Linked DNA regions of Zea mays: region 1 is linked to region 2. The links are chromatin contacts, called in public Hi-C maps. All regions are on one chromosome and are shown on one strand. Each heading gives the region's core, a stretch centred on a gene start, on an enhancer-like site or on the middle of the called end of the contact. The rest is flanking DNA. Distances are from core to core; before and after follow the strand shown.

Region 1 (3,629 bases), core at 701-3,200, 530 kb before region 2:
CAACACATATCCTCAGCTCATGGCCTTGGCATAAAGTGTTCGTCAATCAGTTAGCACCTCTGAGGAGATGGGTTCCATGCAAAAGAGTGTCATGAAATCTTTAACAAAATAATATCATCAACAATGTCAGTTTAGAGTAGAGTCGCATGGCTATTGCTTTCATCAGTTCATTTGGATCAAGATATGTTACCTTCATTGTCATCTGAGAAGTCAAAATCCAGGGTGTTTCTTATTGATTTGAAGAAGCTGTTGACAGGGTCAGTGGGTACATCATCCAGGGAGCTGATGGTTACACCCTCAATCTAAAGACGACCAATTAAATTACGTGCCACTGAGATAATGAAGCAAGTCGTACCAGAGGTCAATTAAGAAAAGAAAATGGACCTTCTAACAACACCACTTACCGTGTCTATAGCTGTCTTGAACAACTCTGATGCCCTACGTTTTTCAGGTTGATCAGGAAACACCTGAAATCAACTAGAAGAAAGCAAATGAGCACGGTTTTGCATGCCCAGAGCGTGTCTGCATCAGGGAGGATAGCGTGTGAAGCTTGAACTTACTATACAAGACCTAGTCCCCTTGAGCTCTTTGAGCTTCCTAGCAACAACGAGAGCAAGCTGGATGTTGGCATCGATGAACTCATCTGAGGAGCCCTGCAGGAGTCCGGCAGGATGATCAGATCGAAACAGAGCAGCTGAGATAGACAGAGAATAGAGCAGTGGCATATAACCCTCCCCCCCAATACAGTAATGAACTAATGATTAAGTGATAGCCATTGGCCTTCTTCCTTTCATGTTTATTTATGTCACGATACCATATAAGTAATTAAATTAAAGAAAAAGAGTAGTGTGTAGATAGAGTGATGCATTCCTTTTTTACCAAGCTTTTGGGGAGCAGATTAAAGGGGATGTAATCAACCTTGTTAGAAAATTTGAAGAGGGTGACCTACTGATGACCTGAACTTGGATAGACTGAATTATGCAATGATAACTTTGATCCCTAAAGAACAAGATGCCAGACCTTGAGAAGTTTAGACCTATCAGTCTTATCAATTGTATCTTTAAGATTTAAAGTGGTCTGCTTCTAGAAGATGGTATTGGAAAAGCTAAGAATTTAAAGTGGCTGTTAGTGTGCTATAAACATGTGACAGGCATGAAAATCAACTATGATAGGAGTGGTCTGCTGTCTATTGGCCTGGAGGAGAGGGCTAATGAGTTTGCAAAAAAAAAAAAAAAAAACTTCTGCTGTAATCGCTGTCTTGAACGCTTTAGGGTCAATAAATAAAACGGTGGAAACCTTTTCTCGAAAAAAAGAAAAATAAAAGATAAAGCGATGCACGGACATAAAGCGATGAGTAGATAGATATACCTTGTAAGAAGAGATGCTGCTTGGCAGAGGCCTTTTTGATATGGTATGTTATATCGCCACGGTAGGGAAGCAGGAGCCGTCGGCATGGCATGAACCAACAAGGAAACTGAGAATGAGAAGATAGTGCAGGAACGGTGGCAGCAAGCGAAGGTAGCGCGGGGGAGCGAGGTTAGCTCACGGGAATTCGATCTCGAGCCGGGTCTTGCCGTCGTCGATGGCGCAGGCGAGGGAGCGAGCCGCGTCGGTGACGAGCACGTCGTAGGACCGCGGCTTGTACACGGACACCCCGGCCCTGAGCGCCTCCACATCCCCCGTCCCGGTCGCCGCGTCCGCGCGCGGGGAGACGGCTAGCCGGCGGCGGCGCCGGAGCTGTGAGGAGGAGGAGGCCGTGGGTAGGCGGAGCGTGGCGGGGGAGGAGTATGCGAAGTGGTGGGGCCGGAAGCGGCGGGCGCAGAGAGCCGTGGGTGGCGGGGCGGCCATGGCCATTGCGTGCGTGCGTGCGCTCCGTTATGCCGCCTGCGACGAGGAGTGGAGGAGAAAGGAGACGACGGGTCGACGGCACAGCCGCACGCTACCGCGAGGCGCAGGGGCCAATCGAGTCTACTGCCAGGTGGGACCATGATTAATATTTAGGGTGTGCCGAGGAATAAAAAATAAAAATGGAGGTGCGGGGAATCGAACCCCGTGCCTCTCGCATGCGAAGCGAGCGCTCTACCATATGAGCTACACCCCCGTTATGACGAGAGTTTAATTAGTTATATGTTCTTTTTAATTCGCCGCAAAGTTACATTTATCAACACCGATCAGTTTGACTGTTTGAGGCCCATTCCACCCGAGGTCCCCTGCCATCTAGAGGGATAAAAACGGACGTAAAAAATTCTGACTCGACCTATTTTCTATATTTAACACGTTCATGTTTAAATTTTCGGAAAAATACAGATTCTAGATGGATTCCGGGTTGGAAGTATGCGGGAGCGGGATATTAATGGAAGTACTTTTTCGTTCAGATTGTCAAGATCCCATATTCAGTCGGGATATTTTCGAATTTAACTCGGATATAACCCGGTCATCCGTCGGTCGTCACCCCGTCAGGCCCAAAACTGTCAAGCCTGATAGGCCTCCAAAGCTCCAGTCCAGCCTCCACACAACACAAGTGAAACTGGAAACTCCAAGTCCAAATCCAATCTTCGCCTGCCCGCTCACCACTGTCCGCCGCCTGCGAAAGTAGCTTAGGCTGGCTGCACCAGCCCTCTCCCCTTGCATGGCGCCTGCAAGGGGCGCTTCACGCCCGCAGCGCTACCCCTGCAGGGCCCCTACGAGCCGCCCCCTTCTTTCTCCCTCTGGATATAGTGTTTCACTATTCACACCCTAGCACTGTTCATTCCTGTAGCAGTGGGTCCACGTAGTCCTGCAAGTTTGGGCCGTGCTTACTAGGCCAGCACGAGCCCGGCACGAAATATAAGGCACGTAGCCCGGCCCAGCACGAATTAGAAAAAACCGGGCTAGCACGGCACGTTAGACGGGCCGGGCCGTGCTTCAGCTGGTGGCCCGACGGCCCAAGTAGCCTGGCACGCCTTCGTGGGCCGTGCTCGGGCCAGCCCGACACGATTTTTATTGGCCAGCCCGGCACTGCGCTCTATCCCTCTTGCGCTCTGTCTCAGCAGCGGCGTGCTACAGGGAGGATGCAAAAGGCCGATTTCCACGCGCGGCCCAAACTTTTCTGTCTCTAAAACAGGATCTTTTGTGTCTTAGCCCATTTGAATTTCCACGCGCGGGGGCGGGGGGCATGCAAAAGCCTGCGGCGTGGCAGCCCATTTGAATTTCCTTGCGTGCATGTGGCTGGCTGTAGAGAAAAAGGAGGGGAAGGCCGAAGACGCAGCAGCCCGACAGCGACCGAGATGCAGAGGCCGATACGTGCCGTGCCTGGGCCAGCACAGCCCGACGGAAGCCCGTCGTGTTTTAGTGCCGTGCTGTGCCTTATTTTTACTCACTAGGCCCGATAAAGTACGACCTGATTCTATTTCGTGCTTGCTAGGCCCGACTAACTGAGGCCCGAAGCACGACGGGCTCGGCCGGCACGGCCCAAGTTGCAGCACTAGGTCCACGAGTAATTATCAGTAGATGAAAAATTTAGTACATGAAAAGTAAGTATAATAAATGATATTTTATGGTTATAGTGAGTATAAGGGAAAATATAGGGGATCATTGCGGAAGATAAAAACGCAGATGATGAAATGTTGATGATGTAACACAAAAATAAT
Region 2 (3,511 bases), core at 726-3,225:
TTGGCTAGGATATGATTAAAAAACAGCATGATTTTCAGGGTCAGCCACATCACTGTTGCCATGTAGTAGAGATGAGGCACACATGGAGTTTTTATTTTTGTGTGTGTGTGATGTCTGAATGTGGGTGGGTGTGTTAAAAAAAAGTATCCATCTCTGTGATGTGGTGGTGTTTTCTTTTTGGGTTCATTAGGGAGGTGACTCTGACATGGTGCGGTGTCCTTTGCTTTGCGCCCAGGGATTAGCTTTCTTTAATCTCATGATGAGAGCGCTGGATCAGAAGCAACGGCTCACAGCATGTCAACCGTTTTGCGCAGGTATAAAATATGGTGGCAGTGGCAGTGGTGGAAGCCACTTGTTTGTTTAGGGCTCGAGAGGCAGGCAGGACCGCAGGAGATATGAGAGGAAGCTGCAGATCTTCTTGGTCACTTCACACAATCTCCTGTGTCATGTCCATGCCTGTGTATGCCGAAAGGCAAGGCCCCTAGATTTTGCTGAGATTTTCTCGGTTGCCTTCTCTGTAATTCATGCATCTTGTAACATCTAAGATATAATTCTTCTCTTGTATGTTCTTTTTAATGATAATGATAAAACTTGTCTATCTTTTATCGTACCCATTTGTTATTTCCCCTAGGGCAGACTTGTACTGTACAACAATAACTTCACAAACTTAGATGGTGTTTTGTATTATAGACTGCACTGTTTGCAGAGTGTAATTTTAATATGAGTACGAGAATGTGTAAAGTGTTGAAGATAATCATAGTGCAGCCAAAAACATTGTTTGCGGAAAAGGGGGAAGCACTAGTCAAGAAGATCAGACAATCATCTCTATCTCTCCATTAGTCCTGAGCTGGGCCCTTTTCTAATTAATTCAGACAGAAAGCGGGTAATCCTTTTTTATTTATCGTTGAGTTGATGAGACGCAATTAGGGTGGCGGTAGTGGATCACGCATCTAGCTTAGTGAGTAATGATGCCCAGCAACTGGCAGATTTGCCCGGCACATCTCCAGGTGTTTGATTTGCAGTCCCTTCCCTTCCCTTGTTGCACTCTTGGTCTGGGAATCCGTCCATCAATTCCATCCCATCCATCCATGGAACATTTTGCTTTGCCGTGTGTGTGTATGAGAGAGAGAGAGAGAGAGAGAGAGAGAGAGAGAGGTAGCGGGTATAAAGCAGAGGCATGCAGATGGAGGGAATCTGCAGGCAGCACTTGGACCGATTGCAAATTTTTCTTGAGGGGTGAATGGAGCAGCATCCTGCTTCCATCTGTTGTCTCCCTGTTTGCCAGAGCTAGGAAGTTGCTCTCCTTTTTGCTAGCCGAATAATCATGTCCCTACGCAGACTTGGGCTGGGCCCAACTGCCGCCCTCTGACCGGGAGAGTTGCGTTTCTTGTAAGCTGAAGATCTAAGGAGAAAAAAAAAACTCGATGGGAGTGTCTGGAGGAAAATTCAGTGGGAGTGTGTGATCTGATCAGTGTGAGGAAATGTCAGCTCCTGCTTTCTCCCCGCTTGTGTCAACTCCTCAAGGCATTTGTTCTCTCGTAAAGATAAAGAAAAAGAAAAAAAAGAGTTGGTGGGAGAACAAAGGCATCAGTTGGTTTGCATGTCACGGTCACACTCACACCTGATGACATCGTTTTGCTGCAACGAGTGACAGCCCGAAACAACACAAACAGAAGATATTGGGCTCTGGAAAACAGCCCGGCCAAGTTGGTTGGTGAAGGGAACCGGATCCGTTTTGTAGGAGTAAGCCCACCATAAAAAATATACAGCTTGTTCGCTGCGGCTTGCTGCGGCTGCAATCCGGCTGCGGCTGCGGGTTCTACAGTATTTTTCTCTCTATGGATTGCAGCTGCAGCAGTCCAAACAGCTGCAACAGTGTCGGCTTGCAGCCAGCCGAACACGCCCATATATATACTTCGTCCACTACGGCCCATCACTGTCAAGTCACTCCACGCGCTTGCTGTGACTGTGAGGGCCAGCCGGGCCATTCTTCTTCGCATGGCCATATCTCATCACTCATCAGTCCACCAACGTAATCGCATCAAGCCCCCTCACGTCTCCCGAAATTCCAAACTGGGGGGCCCCTCCCCCGCGCCTCGGTGTGACGACTGGCGAGGACCTTGCTAACAACAGCCAGGGCAGCGTCCAGGGGGCACTCTGCAAAGCGCGCGACCGGACGGCCCGGTTCGTTCTCGACCTCTCGTCTCGCTCATCCGCCCGCCCCCGAGGAAGGAACCCTAGCCTAGCCTTGCTCCGACCGGTCGCCGCGGCGACTGCGACGATGATGGACTGCGCTGGAGGCCGAGACCCCGTGGAGGACTTCCTCCTCGGCGGCGCCGGCGCCGGCGACGACGGAGATCTCGTCGCCGTCTTCTGCGACGACGGAGGGTACGGCGATGCCGACCGGAGCACCCCTTTCTCGTCCTAGTATATACTTACATGTGGACTGCGTTTAGGCTTACGGACCGGTGCATGGGGTTTTATACTCCCGAGGGTCGTTGTCGCTGCGGATTCCTTTTTTGTTTTGTTTTGTTTTAATTTTGTGGGCGGTGGTAGACTGGTTGCTTGATTTGGCTGGTGTAGATTCTAAAAACTATGTGCTAACCGAAACAGCATGCGCATATATCTTTCTTTTTTTTTTCTGTCCAAGGGAAAGGAGGAAGGCTTGTGTGTATCTGCCAGTTTTCAGTCTGCCATTCTGTAGCCTAACCTATGGTCATGCGATTATGCGACTTAGATTAATCAGCAATCTGCAGTGCTACTTGGTTTGCATTATCATGATCCCTTAGGCGTTTTCTTCTTATCTTTTGACTGAAATGCTAGCAGCACAATAGTTTATTAGATGCTTGAGCAGCTACTCTGCACTTTCATTTCCTCTGTATGTATTTCCTGGTGTGGAATTTGGTACTTACTTTGCAATTGTAGCAGACTTGGGATTGAGGGTATCCATGGAGATGCTTGTGGATTTGAGCAATCTAATTTGGGGAAAAGGTATTGTGTCTTGTCCTTACTCTTCATTCTGATTGTCAAGTACATGCATGTAGCTGAATTGTGTCAAGTTCATGTCCACTGTGTGTGTGTGTGTCTATTTGGGCATCCTGTTCTTCCTTTTCATGGGGTTCAAGCCCCAAGCAGGAAACATTAGGCTTTAAAGGTTCTAAAATGCCATCAAGATTGTATGGCATTTAAGTGTGCAAATGCAATCAGATAATAGTGGCTGTATAGCATATTGCTGTCAAATTATCTTGCATCAAATTTCAATTCCCATGTGATCTGGTGTGTTTCATTTTCTTATGCTTGCCAATGGAATCACAACACTATGAACATAGCATTCAACTTGTACATGGCAGTTCCTTATGTTTTGCTCTATAATAATATAAATACTTTGTTCTGTGCAGGGGTAGAGATGAACCATGTTCATCTGGCCCAACATCCAAAGCTTGCCGTGAAAAAATGAGGAGGGACAAGCTGAATGACAGGTAATATTATATGATACCTCTGAAACCATTGC

What was found. A called contact is a pair of places that touch in the nucleus more often than the background predicts.
Region 1: a contact with region 2 is called in a Hi-C map of ear, with 4 times the contacts expected there. The contact joins the promoter of LOC100217070 here to the promoter of LOC100282509 in region 2. A contact is called at or near these places in 2 of 25 Hi-C or Micro-C datasets (ear and tassel).

Annotation. Positions count from the first base shown.
Region 1 is chr5:71,978,603-71,982,231 of Zm-B73-REFERENCE-NAM-5.0, reverse strand. LOC100217070 reads right to left here and starts at 1,950. Exons shown (of 12, transcript NM_001365860.1): 1 at 1,547-1,950; 2 at 1,369-1,399; 3 at 561-653; 4 at 405-467; 5 at 191-302. The coding sequence starts at 1,854. TRNAA-CGC (transfer RNA alanine (anticodon CGC)) reads right to left here and starts at 2,101; the gene lies at 2,029-2,101.
Region 2 is chr5:71,443,864-71,447,374 of Zm-B73-REFERENCE-NAM-5.0, reverse strand. It overlaps LOC100282509, which reads left to right and starts at 1,975. Exons shown (of 5, transcript NM_001156600.2): 1 at 1,975-2,388; 2 at 2,929-2,991; 3 at 3,399-3,479. The coding sequence starts at 2,282.